Regions from separate parts of the Rattus norvegicus genome. Here region 1 is linked to region 2. The links are chromatin contacts, called in public Hi-C maps. All regions are on one chromosome and are shown on one strand. The core of a region is the stretch at or near the end of the contact, and the rest is flanking DNA. Distances in the headings are between cores, read along the strand shown. Region 1 overlaps LOC102546371 (a long non-coding RNA gene). Region 2 has its middle 59 kb from the start of Dpt.

The links. A called contact is a pair of places that touch in the nucleus more often than the background predicts.
Region 1: a Hi-C map of the A7r5 cell line shows a contact between it and region 2, with 2.6 times the contacts expected there. The contact joins two enhancer-like sites. A contact is called at or near these places in 2 of 12 Hi-C or Micro-C datasets (the A7r5 cell line and hepatocytes).

What each region holds. Positions count from the first base shown.
Region 1 is chr13:79,744,736-79,750,886 of GRCr8, reverse strand. The region is part of intron 1 of LOC102546371 (a long non-coding RNA gene); the gene reads left to right. It overlaps LOC108352565 (a long non-coding RNA gene), which reads right to left. Exons shown (of 3, transcript XR_001840891.3): 3 at 1-4,076. Among named protein-coding and RNA genes, the nearest start is that of Xcl1, 38 kb to the left of the region's middle. Within about 2 kb of position 4,181, at least 10 of the 93 cell types and tissues checked have an H3K27ac peak or open chromatin away from gene starts, as enhancers often do. A contact at or near this core is called in the A7r5 cell line, where this site is marked.
Region 2 is chr13:79,594,087-79,600,245 of GRCr8, reverse strand. No RefSeq gene overlaps it. Among named protein-coding and RNA genes, the nearest start is that of Dpt, 59 kb to the left of the region's middle. Within about 2 kb of position 3,110, at least 1 of the 93 cell types and tissues checked has an H3K27ac peak or open chromatin away from gene starts, as enhancers often do. A contact at or near this core is called in the A7r5 cell line, where this site is marked.

The DNA.
Region 1 (6,151 bases), core at 2,932-5,431, 150 kb before region 2:
TTCAATACTTAAGATTTCTGGTCCTACCACCTCTCCAAATTTATACTTATTATGAGTATATCCACCATTGCCTGTTCATATGTAGTGAAGAACTTGGGATTTTCTCTGAGGTGGGAAACTATTGAGGGTTTAAAAACAAGAATGCTGTGATGTCAATTACATTTCATTAAGGTTACTCTGAAAGCTACAAGTGAGAACAAGCCAGAGGCCAGCGAGGATGCTCTAAAATAGTGTTGTCAGGATCAAGGCAGCTCAGGCTGAGGCTGTGAAGGTGATGAGAAGAGATTAGGTTTGTGGGATGATTTGAAGATACAGTTGATGGCATTTGCAAGTAGAGACTGAGTGTGAAAGAGGAGACAAGGTGATGGCTAAATCTGAATAAAGGGAGAAAAGCCATACATGCCTGCCAGTCCATCACATAGAAATCAAACCCAAAACTGAAGCCCCCCAAATCCTAAGGTTGTGCTGCTGATCTAGCACAAATAATAAGAACATTGGATTTTACTCTGTGCCACACGTGATGAACGAGGGTTTTTGAGCAGAGGAATAACATGGCCCATCTTACATTTTAGAAGATCATTCTGACTGCTGTCCAGTATGATGTGAACATGATTAGAAGGAAAGAGGTGAGCTAGATAGCCTTAAAGTAACATAGGAAAGAGATAGTGGAGGGTGGAACTAAGGTGGCAGGAGTGAAAATAGCAAGATGTGGTCATGTTCTGAATTCTGGAGAGAGAATCCCTGCTGCTATGGAGAGCAGGGGGACATGAGAAGCCAGGAATTAGTCCAAGGTTTTGACCTCAGCAGCAGGAAGAATGAAGCTACAGCTTAATGAGATCGAAGCGCTTGTAAGATGAGCAGGTTTGAAGACCACGAATTAAGAAGTCATTATTTTTGGTGTGGTAAATCAGAAATGCCTTTACAAGCCCAGGTGAAGATAGTCACTGACAGTTACACTTACCAAGATGTGGCTAGATGAATTATTAGAATTAAGTTACAAGTCAGAAAACTATTGGAACAAATGTAGTGTTTAAATCCACGAGGAAAGAAGATCATGAGTGGAGAAATCTCACATGCTGAAGACCCAGAGAACAAGTCCTGGCTTCATGTACATTTAGAGGAAGATCATATATGATCGGAACCAATAAAGGAACTAATCAAGACAGGGAAAGAGCAGCTAATGGAGTAGGTAGAGGACCAAGCAAGAACAATGGTTCAGAAAACAAACCCAGCAACTTTAGGAATAAAACCATGACCCCCACGGTTGTGACACTTCTAGAGCAAGTAAGATAAAGTATGAGAATTAGTTTGTAATGGGAACATGTGGAGGTGGAGGGAAAGAAAAAGAGCAGAAGACACGGAAGAGAGGCAAGTCCTGATAGTCGTTATTATTGGGGGAGCGAAGAAATGGGAGAGGAGCCAGAGGTGGCAGTGCAGTTAAGGCACGGGTTTTGAACATTGATAAACAGTTTGCTTGTTGGCTCATAGGAGAGAGATGCACCATTGGATGGAACAAAGTCTCTGAGGGGGCACCAGCAGACGGATGCTTCGATGCAGATATAGGTCGTCTTTAGCTAGAAGTATAGAGGTTCATACACTGTAGCGGGAAGAGCAGCCTGCTCATGTAGATGGAGCTGTGGGCAGACTGGTAAGTGGGAGTTCAGGAAAGCTATTTTCCTGGTGGCTTCTAATTTCTACAGGGAACCAGAACCAGGGTCAGCAGTTGAATATGAGCTAAGCCTGGTAGAGGGCTTGAAGCAGAAGGTGCTGTCAGGAAAGGGAGAGAGAGTGATCTGAAATATGATGGAAGGCCCCGCTTCAGGACAGTGACTTCAGTTAGCCTGCTGTGCTTTCTCTGCAGAACTAGAGGTGAGGGCTGAGGTAAGGGAGGTGGGAGGGATGGGGGAGGGAGGGGGCCAGGGAGACTGGTTCCTTTGTTCTCTTCCCTTTCCTATTTGTTTTTGTAGCAAACAAAACTCTTGAGACTCTCCACTGTTCACTGTGACTCAATCCTGGATGAGATCTGAGGTTCAAAGGCACACAGCATTTTCTTCAGAACTTCTGCTCTTCCTGCCAGTCAGCACTCATTTGGAAGGCTGACCTTTGACCATAATGGCAGCGTAAGCACTGAAATGTGTCCCAAGTCAGTTCAGCAGCTACTCGGTGCAAGATGACCAGCTGCGGTTATACCATAGAGGACTTTGGGAACCCTTGGGGGTCCTCAGTCCAGCAGAACCTAGTGTGAGTAGCACTAGTTCTGTTTGCCAGAGAAAGAGATAGATCTGGGGTTTTTTCAAATTAAAAAAAAAATAGATGCAAGGAAGCATCTGGAGAAAAAGCAAAGTTTACATTTACCATTTAAAATAGGCTTAAGATAACAATTGTTCTCTCTCCCCTCCAATCTCATAGAGTACCTAAGACCGAACAGCTAATGATCTGGATGTGTTAATGTCTTCATCTCTCTAAGCAGGAATAGCAATATTAATGGTTTTTCAGTGTGGCATTAATACCTGGACATGTATGAGATAGCATGTCATATAGCAAAGCTTTGTACACACTAGAAAATGAGACACTGATGACTTCCTTTTGTTCTGTGACTAGAGCAGAACTAATTATTGTTCCTTTGTCAGAATGTAAAGAAAATATTTATGAGTAAAGAACAAAATTTAATGGAGTAATTAATGAGGTTCTTTTGTAGAGGTGGCATCTGGGCTCATGAGCATATCACAGAAGTGATGTGTGGATAGCAGGTGACAGGAGGACATGTGATGTCACATGAGATGTCCCATGAGATCCCTCAGCCAACCCAGCACCTAGCCAAGCCACTTTCCTTCAAAGAACCTTATTTATTTGTTTATTTGTTTGTTTGTTTATTTTAAAGATATGCAAGACAGGGTCTTGCTATGTAGCCCAAGTTGGCTTTGAACACTGGATCCCCTTATCTTAGGCTCCCGGGAGCGGAAATTACAGGCCATGTGCCACCATGCTTAGCTAGAACCTTGCTTGTTGATGTAGGAAACAGATGAAATAGTATCTTATCCTTGACACCGTAGCTGAGGCTAAATGGAGCAATGTAGATTGTGCACCTGAATGGTGTTTAGTATGTAGTATGCTTACAGGAAGGCTGTGATAGGTACTTTTGATTCTGAACGTGGAGAAATCTTCACTGTTCTTCATGTTTTGAAGTCCTCTTTATCTAGGTAGGACCAGTTTGCCCATGGCCTCTGCAGGCCTCCATTCCAGATTTGAGGTTTTAATACATCTATGATTCTTGTAGAACAAAACAGACATAGTGAGCACCCCACTAAATATTTTTAGGATTGAGAATTCTTTCCAATTTTCACAGCAGAGAAAGCTGCCACCATTTGGAAGGCTCTCACTTATCTTGTCCCCTCAATTTTATCTATTAGGATGCTGGGGGTAATATACAGAAGAGACTCCGATGTGGGTAGAACTCTGCTAGATTACTGTTTCTGCAAGTGGCATAGCATATGTTAGGAGCAGCTAAGATTAACTTATCCATTATTATTTCTGAAGATGTCACTGTCGTCATTAACACAGAGACCCTGTCTCCCCTGCTCATAGTCTAGGGAGACAGGACACATACACAGAGAATGACATCTGATGTTGCAAGATGAATGATATTTAGCAACCCTCGCTTAATTCCACAGCACAAGGTTGGCACACTCAGATCCAATAAAAACTTTAGAACATTGTCTGGGTGTGGCGAGAGAGAGTTGGCTGTGCCTAAGAAACCGTACACTATTTCCTGTACCAGCTGATCAAAGAAAAGAGCAGCTAAGAGCCCCACGAAGGAATGAAAGCAATGAATGCTGCTTCCTTCCTAGGGTAAGGTAGCATGTTGTGAAACTGTTTCTGAAACCCCGAGGACAAGTGTCAGCCACTGGGTCGCCAGCATCTCAGACTTGGTTCAGGGAATGACCGTGGTGGGGGTTGGTGGGGTCAGCCTCTGGCAGTTCAGCTGTTCCTGGGTTTTTCTTTGTTACCAGCTGAGGCTCTTGTTATCCACATCCAAGAAGAGAGAAATGGAAGCTGGGATTACACGCGGCATCATGCTGTAATGAAAGGAAAAGTCTTCAAGTCCAGGCTTTCACACACACAGCTCTGTGGCCTTTCCCAGTTTATCTCTGTGACTGTCTCTTAACGACAGTTGGTAGGACTGGAGATGACGTAACATACTGACTACCTATTCACTGACTCACAACACCATGAAGCACTGTGTGGCCATACAAACTCATTCTTTCAGACCACAATTAAAAAAACCCAAAAACCAAAAAAACAACCAAACCTTAACCAGGACACTTTCTGTTAAAATGTTCCAATCATATGTAGTTCTGAGCATTGGCCTCACAGAACGATTCTTGGCCCAGACCACATCTTATGAATTGTTAACTTTGCCTTCCTTTGGTTCTAAGTCTGCTTCCTATATCTCAATCCTCAGTTTAGAAGGTTCTAGAACCCATCCTTAGGGGAAGAGCTGGGACCTGGGAAGACTATTACCCACTCATGTCTACTGTGGAGCAAATTAATCAAGGGCATATGTCCCAGACAGTGGGTTAGTGATGTCATCTGCCTTCACAAAGAGTAACTTATTTTTTTTTTTTTTTGGTTCTTTTTTTCGGAGCTGGGGACCGAACCCAGGGCCTTGCGCTTCCTAGGTAAGCGCTCTACCACTGAGCTAAATCCCCAGCCCCAAGAGTAACTTATTAATGTCTCAGTGACTCACACTGTATGACTCTCCAGGCATTTGCTAGAGGATAAGTATAGGATCAGATGAACAAGAATATACGGAGACGGAGACGGAAAGCATTTTAAATGGGGCAGTGGCTTGGAGAGAGAAACAGAGGTCAGCTATGCTGAAGGTAGGGGAGAGAGGGACTGACTGAGAGCTAGACAAGAGCAAGGGAAAGTAAAGAGATCTATTCAGAAGGGGGTGGTGGTGTGGACATTAAACGAGAAAAGAAAACATGGCCGGGGGAAAGTGGAAAGAAGTACCGTTACATGTCATTGCATGCCGTTATATGTCATCAAGTGTCATTATATGATCAAAACCTGAGTTGCTGGAATGATCAATTAAAGAAAGTTAGAATTTCTCAGTATATCTTCAGATCAGTTCGGTCTCAGAAGGAAGATGTTTAGGAATATCTGATTCAGGGATGAGAGGTTTTGTGAATCTGGTGAAATCCATGGTAAAAAAGAAAGGATAAGTTTAAATTCCAACTGTTCTGTATAGGAACCTAAAGCCGATCTGTCTTAGGAGACCTTGCTTTATGTAGGCATGGGAATTCATGTGAGAGAGGGATGAGTAGATTATGGTAGCTATCCTGGTGGGTTTGAGATCAAAGAATCTAGTCTTCAGATCTTCTCTGTTACATGGATGTCACTTTTTAAACGTTTGCATATGTGTCTGCTTCTGTATGTTTACACATGTGTTTGCATATGTGATTATGTGTATATTTGGTGTGTACATGTATTTGTGTACAAGGGTCAGTGAATGTGTATGTGCCTAGGTCAGCGTGTGTCTATGCATGTTTGTGTGATTGCATGCCTCTATGTATGATTCTGTATGTGTTTGTGCATATGTATGAATATGCTTGTCTATACTTGTCTATGTGTGTGACTGTGCATATGTCTGTTGTCTGTATAGATACAGGTGTGTATTTGTATTGCATATTTATGCATTTATGTATGTCTTTGAGTATGTCATGTATATATGCATTTGCATGTTCCTGTTTGCCTTTGCATTTCTCTGTATATGTATTTGAATGAGGGGAGGGTATTTACATATGCATTTGTATATGTGTGTGTGTGTGCATTTTTCTTTGGTGTGCATTCGTGCTTATGTCCCTCTGCCTAGGTATATGCACATATGTTTGTATAATTGTATGGGAATTCCCATGTTTAGCTATGTGTGTTGGTGTGTGTGTGTGTTTGCATGCATGTTTGTGTGTGCATGTGTTTTTGTGTGCGCAAATGTTTGTACTTGTGTTTATGTGTGTGTTTATTATGTGCATGCATTTGTGTTTGTGTGCTAGTGTGTCCTTTTTCAGTGGTCTTCATGTATGTTTGTGTGTGTGTCTGTATTTGTGCTTATGTCTGTGTGTGTGGGAATTTATTGATTATGCTTTTG
Region 2 (6,159 bases), core at 1,861-4,360:
CAAGAAGGAAGTGGAACTGGCTCCCCCAGGATTACAAGACTGCAAAAGTTAGACCCCTAGTGGATGCATTAGGCATAGATCTGTTTCAGAGCAAAGGTCTTGAATAGGAGCAAGGACAACATCCCTCCCTCTTGGAACGACAACAGCAGGCCACATTCTTTGTACACTAAGAGAGCTTCCATGAAACTGTCTGGACTGGGTGTGTGAGTTTTACACAGTTCACTTTTAGAACTCTTCACAGAACCTATATAAGACACATCCCCACTTAAAACTCTTCATTAGAGTTAACCAAACTAGAATGTTTCACGGTTCTCCCCACAAATTCCAGTGACTATCCATTTGCTGTCTGACTGCTGTTGAAGCACAATGTTCACCACACAGAAGAACACATGGTTGGAAAGATCTTTGAGTTTATTCATTTATTCCTTGGCATGCTCTGTGTTCAGCGGGCCAACTACTAGTCTATGCATTTTGTATATATTAGTTCATTTAATTATTCATCATTTAATTATACCAGTGACATTCACTGAATTCATACCATGCTTTTACAAGATGTCAGACCTTATGCTTGCTGTAAACTAAGCCTGCAAGGAACCCACAGTAAATTAGGTGCCCATCGAACAAAGTGTTTTGTCATTATCTGTTTTAAATGCAGGGATTGCATATGCAAATGGAAACACCTAATCTGGGAAGAAGAATAAAATCTGGGAAGTTAGGAAGCACTGACAATATCAAGGAGAGCCAACTGACAATGTCACCTGAAGCCTCGAAAAATGAGCCGGGAAAGTCTAATGAGGTTGTCACGTCCTGAAGACACTTCTGGTACGAGGGAGAGCAAAACTGAAATGCAGAATAGAAGTCATCACAAATGAAAGTAAAAGGTTGAGGCAATGTAAGAGATGAGGTGAAGACGTAGTCAGGGTGAAGTGAAGTCTTTGACCTGGGTAAACAATGCAAAGACACTGAAGAATTTTAACTAAGGGAAAATTTGGCTCATAATTCTTTATTTTGTCTAGCTTAGATGTTCTAGAAGTAATGGAAGTAGGGCATGGCAAGAAACGTACAAGCAGTTAAGACACTTCTATCTTTAGAACTGACAGCCTTAGCACAGTGTGTTCACCTTGGAAGTACAACGAATGACAGAGGACTCTTCTGTAATGTCCCAAGTACTGAGTCCACTCTATTGAGGAACCCCTTCATTTAACATTAAAATGTTCCTCTTTTCCACTTATTTCCTTGGGAACTATGGTTAGAGCTATCTCCTGTTAGAAAGTAAAGGGAATTGAAAGAAAACCTTAGCCTCCCTTTCTAGCCTCGTTCAGGCCACTGACTGGATGGGACTCACTTGGATAAACTTTGACTTCCTCAACCATAAACGAAATGGTTTCTAGTAGGTGGTACTTGAGTTTTGTTTGACTGTGAAGGTTCCATGAAGCAACTTCTATTCTTGTTAACATTATTTTTAGTCTTCAAAGGAAACCGGAGACACATCCAGACATATCATACTAGAGCTTCTCTCAGTGTTTGTGAATTGTCAAGCACCATGAATATGTATGATAATTAAGCCCCACAGATCTGCAACATGAACATTGTAGATTTAAACACACATACGGTCCTCATACTAAATAGTACACAGCGCATTTTGGTAAATGCCAGACCACTAAACTAAGCAGAAGACAACTTTAGTGCCAACGTAGCGAGTTAAGTGTAGTCTTCTTAACTTCAAAAGAAAGTTTAAATTTCTCTTTTATTTTTTTTCTTGAATCGTTCTGATTGAATCTGCATTTTTAAAGAAAATGAGAACTGGATAAAAGCTTTTGTCCAGACAACAATTTTGAAAAGTAACTAGCTAAAATTAACATTTACACTGTCAATAACATTTGCAGACACATTCTACTAGGGTCGAAAGTATGTGGTCATTTGCTAAAATGTGTTCCAATCTATCTGGTGTTATGTTATTATAAATTGCGTTGCAGGCCCTAGAGGTAGGTCGAATGCACCGTGTTCTGCTGAAACCCAATCAAAACACAGGGACTTGCTTATGCCAATAAATGATCCTCTTCCACACTGAAGTCACGTGATGTGGACTATCATTTCTCTTAAAGAAATTGTAGAAATTAGAGAACTTGGAGTTCTTTCTCTGCGGTCCTTAATCTCCTTAATAAAATAATTTTAAATAGACTTTAAAGGAAGATTGAAAGAAATTTTATTAGAGTTTGAAGGAAAAGCAACAGGGGAGGCAAACTATAAGTCTTGACAGCTATGGGAGGAGGTAAGTCTTGACAGCTATGAAGAAGAGGAGAACCCATGCCTTTGCGACATAGTCAGGCAAGCAGCTGCATGGCAGAAGGGAAAGTGGCGATGGAGAAAGAGCAACAAAGCCCCTAGTGCCAGAGAAAGCCTGCTCAAGCTTTTGGCCAGTATTCAAAACAAAAAGGGAATAGAAAGAAGAAACAGAAAACGTTGTGCTTTTCTGAGTTAGGACTCAGAAAAGGTGGGCAAACCACATGGTAAGAGACTCCATAAATAGAGCATAGAGCAGGGGATTCTGGAAAGGAGCAATACATTACCTCATTAAAGGAATCATCATTCCCCCCATCTTCTTAGCTTTGGGAATATCAGTCTTCGTGAGGGGCGATCTCTTGCCCCTAATGATTGACAGGCCCAGAGGGATTAACGCTTGAAGGAGGAATAATAATATATAATGTTCTAATCTTTGGAGCAGATCAAAATATCATGTTTCTACCCAGGAACACAGGCATTTTTTTTTCTGTTGACCAAGAGGCCTAAGGAGTGGCAAAGCTAATGTTTACCTTTCTACTATTACCAAAAAGTGGGAAGCTGGGACCAAAGCCAAATAATGAGAAACATGAGGTCCATCCCCCATGATCTCAGAGATATTAATCTCTGCCTCACAATCTAACATATCTCCTTCAAGAGTTGAGACACTAAAATCATTTAGGAGATGGGCTAAAATCATGGAATAACCTAGTTTTACCATGAAATTTTAGAGATCCAATTCTAAGATGTCCACCAGAAAGGATTAGTGTCTGTGGTTAGAGCTTTAGTCACACCCTCATATACAGATTCCAGGCAGAGGTGATCATTTTGGATCAGAGAGGAAAGAAACCAGAGGCATCCCACCTGGCATCTCTAGCCTTTAGCCAGTACAAAACCAAGAACACTTCCTGTTGTTGGCCAAGGACAAGAATTTATTAAACTGCTCATTCTCGGGGTCCCTGCTCTTTAAACTGACTCAACAGTTTAAGTCTCTTGTTCTCATCACTAGAAATATCCAATTAATGATGAGATGGGGGTGGTGGTGGAGATATGGATCACTGATTAAGAATAGTTGATGGGCTGGAGAGATGGCGCAGTGATTAAGAGCACTGACTGCTCTTCCAGAGGTCCTGAGTTCAATTCCCAGCAACCACATGGTGGCTCACAACCATCTGTAATGGGATCTGATGCCCTCTTCTGCTGCATCTAAAAACAGCTACAATGTACCTATATAAACAAATTAAATAAATCTTTTTTTTAAAAAAAAGTTGCTGCTCTTACAGAGAGCCGAATTTCCGTTCTAAGAACTCATGTCAAGTGAGTCACAACTACCTGTTACCCAGTGCCAGAGAAAGGTGTACCTTTGTCTAGTCTCTACAGGCACCTGTACTCAAACGCACACATCCACAAATAGACATGCATGTACATATAATTAAAACTTAACAATAAGTTTTTTTTTAAATAAGAAGGGAGTATGTGAGTGTAAGTAGAATATTCAGTTGTCTATAGGTTTTTACTTAACAGTAAAAACAAAAATACCCAAAGATCCTGTACTATTGATCATGTGCTAGAATCAAGTGCTATTGTATCCAAAGTGATGATCAGCATCTGTTGTTGTTGTTTATTTGCTTGTTGTTGGGTTTTTTTAAGTTTCATTTCAGTGGAACTTATCCATCCACTTCTCCATCTTCTATGTGGTCCCACCAATGTCCTCTGGAGCTCCATCCCCTACATGCTCCCACCACTGCCCTCTAGATCTCCATCCTCTATGCAGTTCTACCACTGTGCTCCAGAACCTGCTAAACTTCCTCTCTACGGGTTCCCAGTGCTGAGAGCCATGCAATTGTAAACTATCCCAACCAATGCCTTTATATAAAGTTCAAAAGAATAAGGAGAAACAGGATGTTTCTTTTAATAGAGCGATAAGATTGTGTATTATATACACTTCTTTCAATGTGATATCATACTAGTTGAGAAAAATATAAAATGTAAGTATATTTGAGGTCATTGAAGTATAAAGTATAGTAATCTGATGGTCAGTTAATATGTATGTGTGAATTTAATCATAACATGAGGAAGACACACCCTTATTGTAATTAGATCCTTTTGATATTCTATATAAATCTCTAAGATCATTATAAGTGCTACTTAGCTATGTATTTGGAGAAATATCGAGTCCCCTACTCCTTGTCTTTACAGAGACTTTTTCTGGGAATGAAACCAGAAAGTAGCTAGATGTAGAAGGAGTGAACGTTTTTCATCTTCTATCTGTAGCCAGCCCGGCTTTCCAGCAAACAGGTCCAACATATAAGACAGGAATACACTCGGAAGCTCTGAAAGTTGTCTTAGGGTGGTTGACTCAATATCTTATGTCTCAGTATCAATAGATATTTCAAACTTAGGAGTTTCAATGCCCTATCATCCCCTTGGCCCCCTGTCGCCAAACCTATTGTATTCACAATCTTTCTCCTCTCAGCTTTATGGAGCAAAAACTTGAGGTCAGTCCTGTTTGTCTCTTACACTTGAAGAATTCATTGGGAAACATTGCAAAATCCACTGTCTAAACATCCCAATGTCTTACTCTTGAAGAGGCTGCTTATTTGAGTCAGTATCACCAGTGGCCTGGAGCCCTGAAAATGCCTCCAAATAGTTCTGGTGGCTCCGTCCTTCATCCCTGCAGAAAGCTAATGCCTTAACACGCAAATAGCCTCCTTGATCAAAACTTGCACTGGCTCCCCTTTCCTCTCAGATTAGAGACCCAAACCCATAATATGGCACATGGACCCCATGGATACCACTCTGTATCAGCTGGTTTTCTGTTACTATAATAAAAAAACCTGACCAAAAGCAACTTAGGGAAGTTTGTTTTGGCTTATAGTTTAGAGGGACCGACTTCATCATGGCTAGAAAGGCAAAACAATAACAGGGGAAACTCACTGGGAGAAACAAGAACCTGGCTGGTATCATCCTCACCCTCACACAAGAAGTGAGGGTTAGGAGAGGGCACAAGAACCGGGTCAAAGCTATAAGCCCTCAAGCCTGCCCCAGTGACATGCATCCTCTAGAAAAGCTTCACTTCCTAATGGTTCCATAACCTTCACAAATAGAGCCATCAATTAGGGATCAAGTGTTTCAGTACATGGGTCTGTGGAGAACATTTTTCATTCAAACTGCCACACAGTGAAGCTTAACTAAAACTGTCAACTTGACTAAGTTAAGAGTGACCTGGGAGGTTAGTAAAACAACCTGTTGTGTGTCTGTGAGGAAGTTTTCAGAGATGATTGACATATGGGATATAATTGAGAAGACCCAGCCAAGATGTGGAGGCACCATGCATTGTCTGATGCTTTAGCCAGAAAACAATCTCCTTGAAGGTGGAACTTATTATCTGTATTGTTTTTTAGTGTACCCTGAGAGTCTAAAGCAGTGTCTGTCACGTAGCAGGTTCATCTCATTTGCAAGAGAAATGAATAATGAAATCCAGAACCAATGGCTTTAATACCTGTATTTTGTGAAAGTGGGGGTTTATATAATGGGAGTTCAAAAGTGGTAGTATTAAAAAGTCAATGACTTGATTGGTCTTTAGCATTGTAACAAATTGAATCTTTAAAAATTGACATTTCCATAACATATTCAGTGTTATAGAAAGAGCTACCTTACTGCATTGACTAAACGTTTTTCCCTGGATGATTTCTTTAGAGATCCAAAATGAGTCCTAGTGATTTGTTCATTGGACTTATGTTTTGAAGCCTCTTGAAACACAAATGGCCCATGTGTTCTTTATGCTTTCTACTGTCAGTCTGAGTTCCTATAAGAAGGGTAAATGGGGAGAGAAGAAAGAAGGATGGTATATTTTGATTTTAAAAAAAAATGATGTGT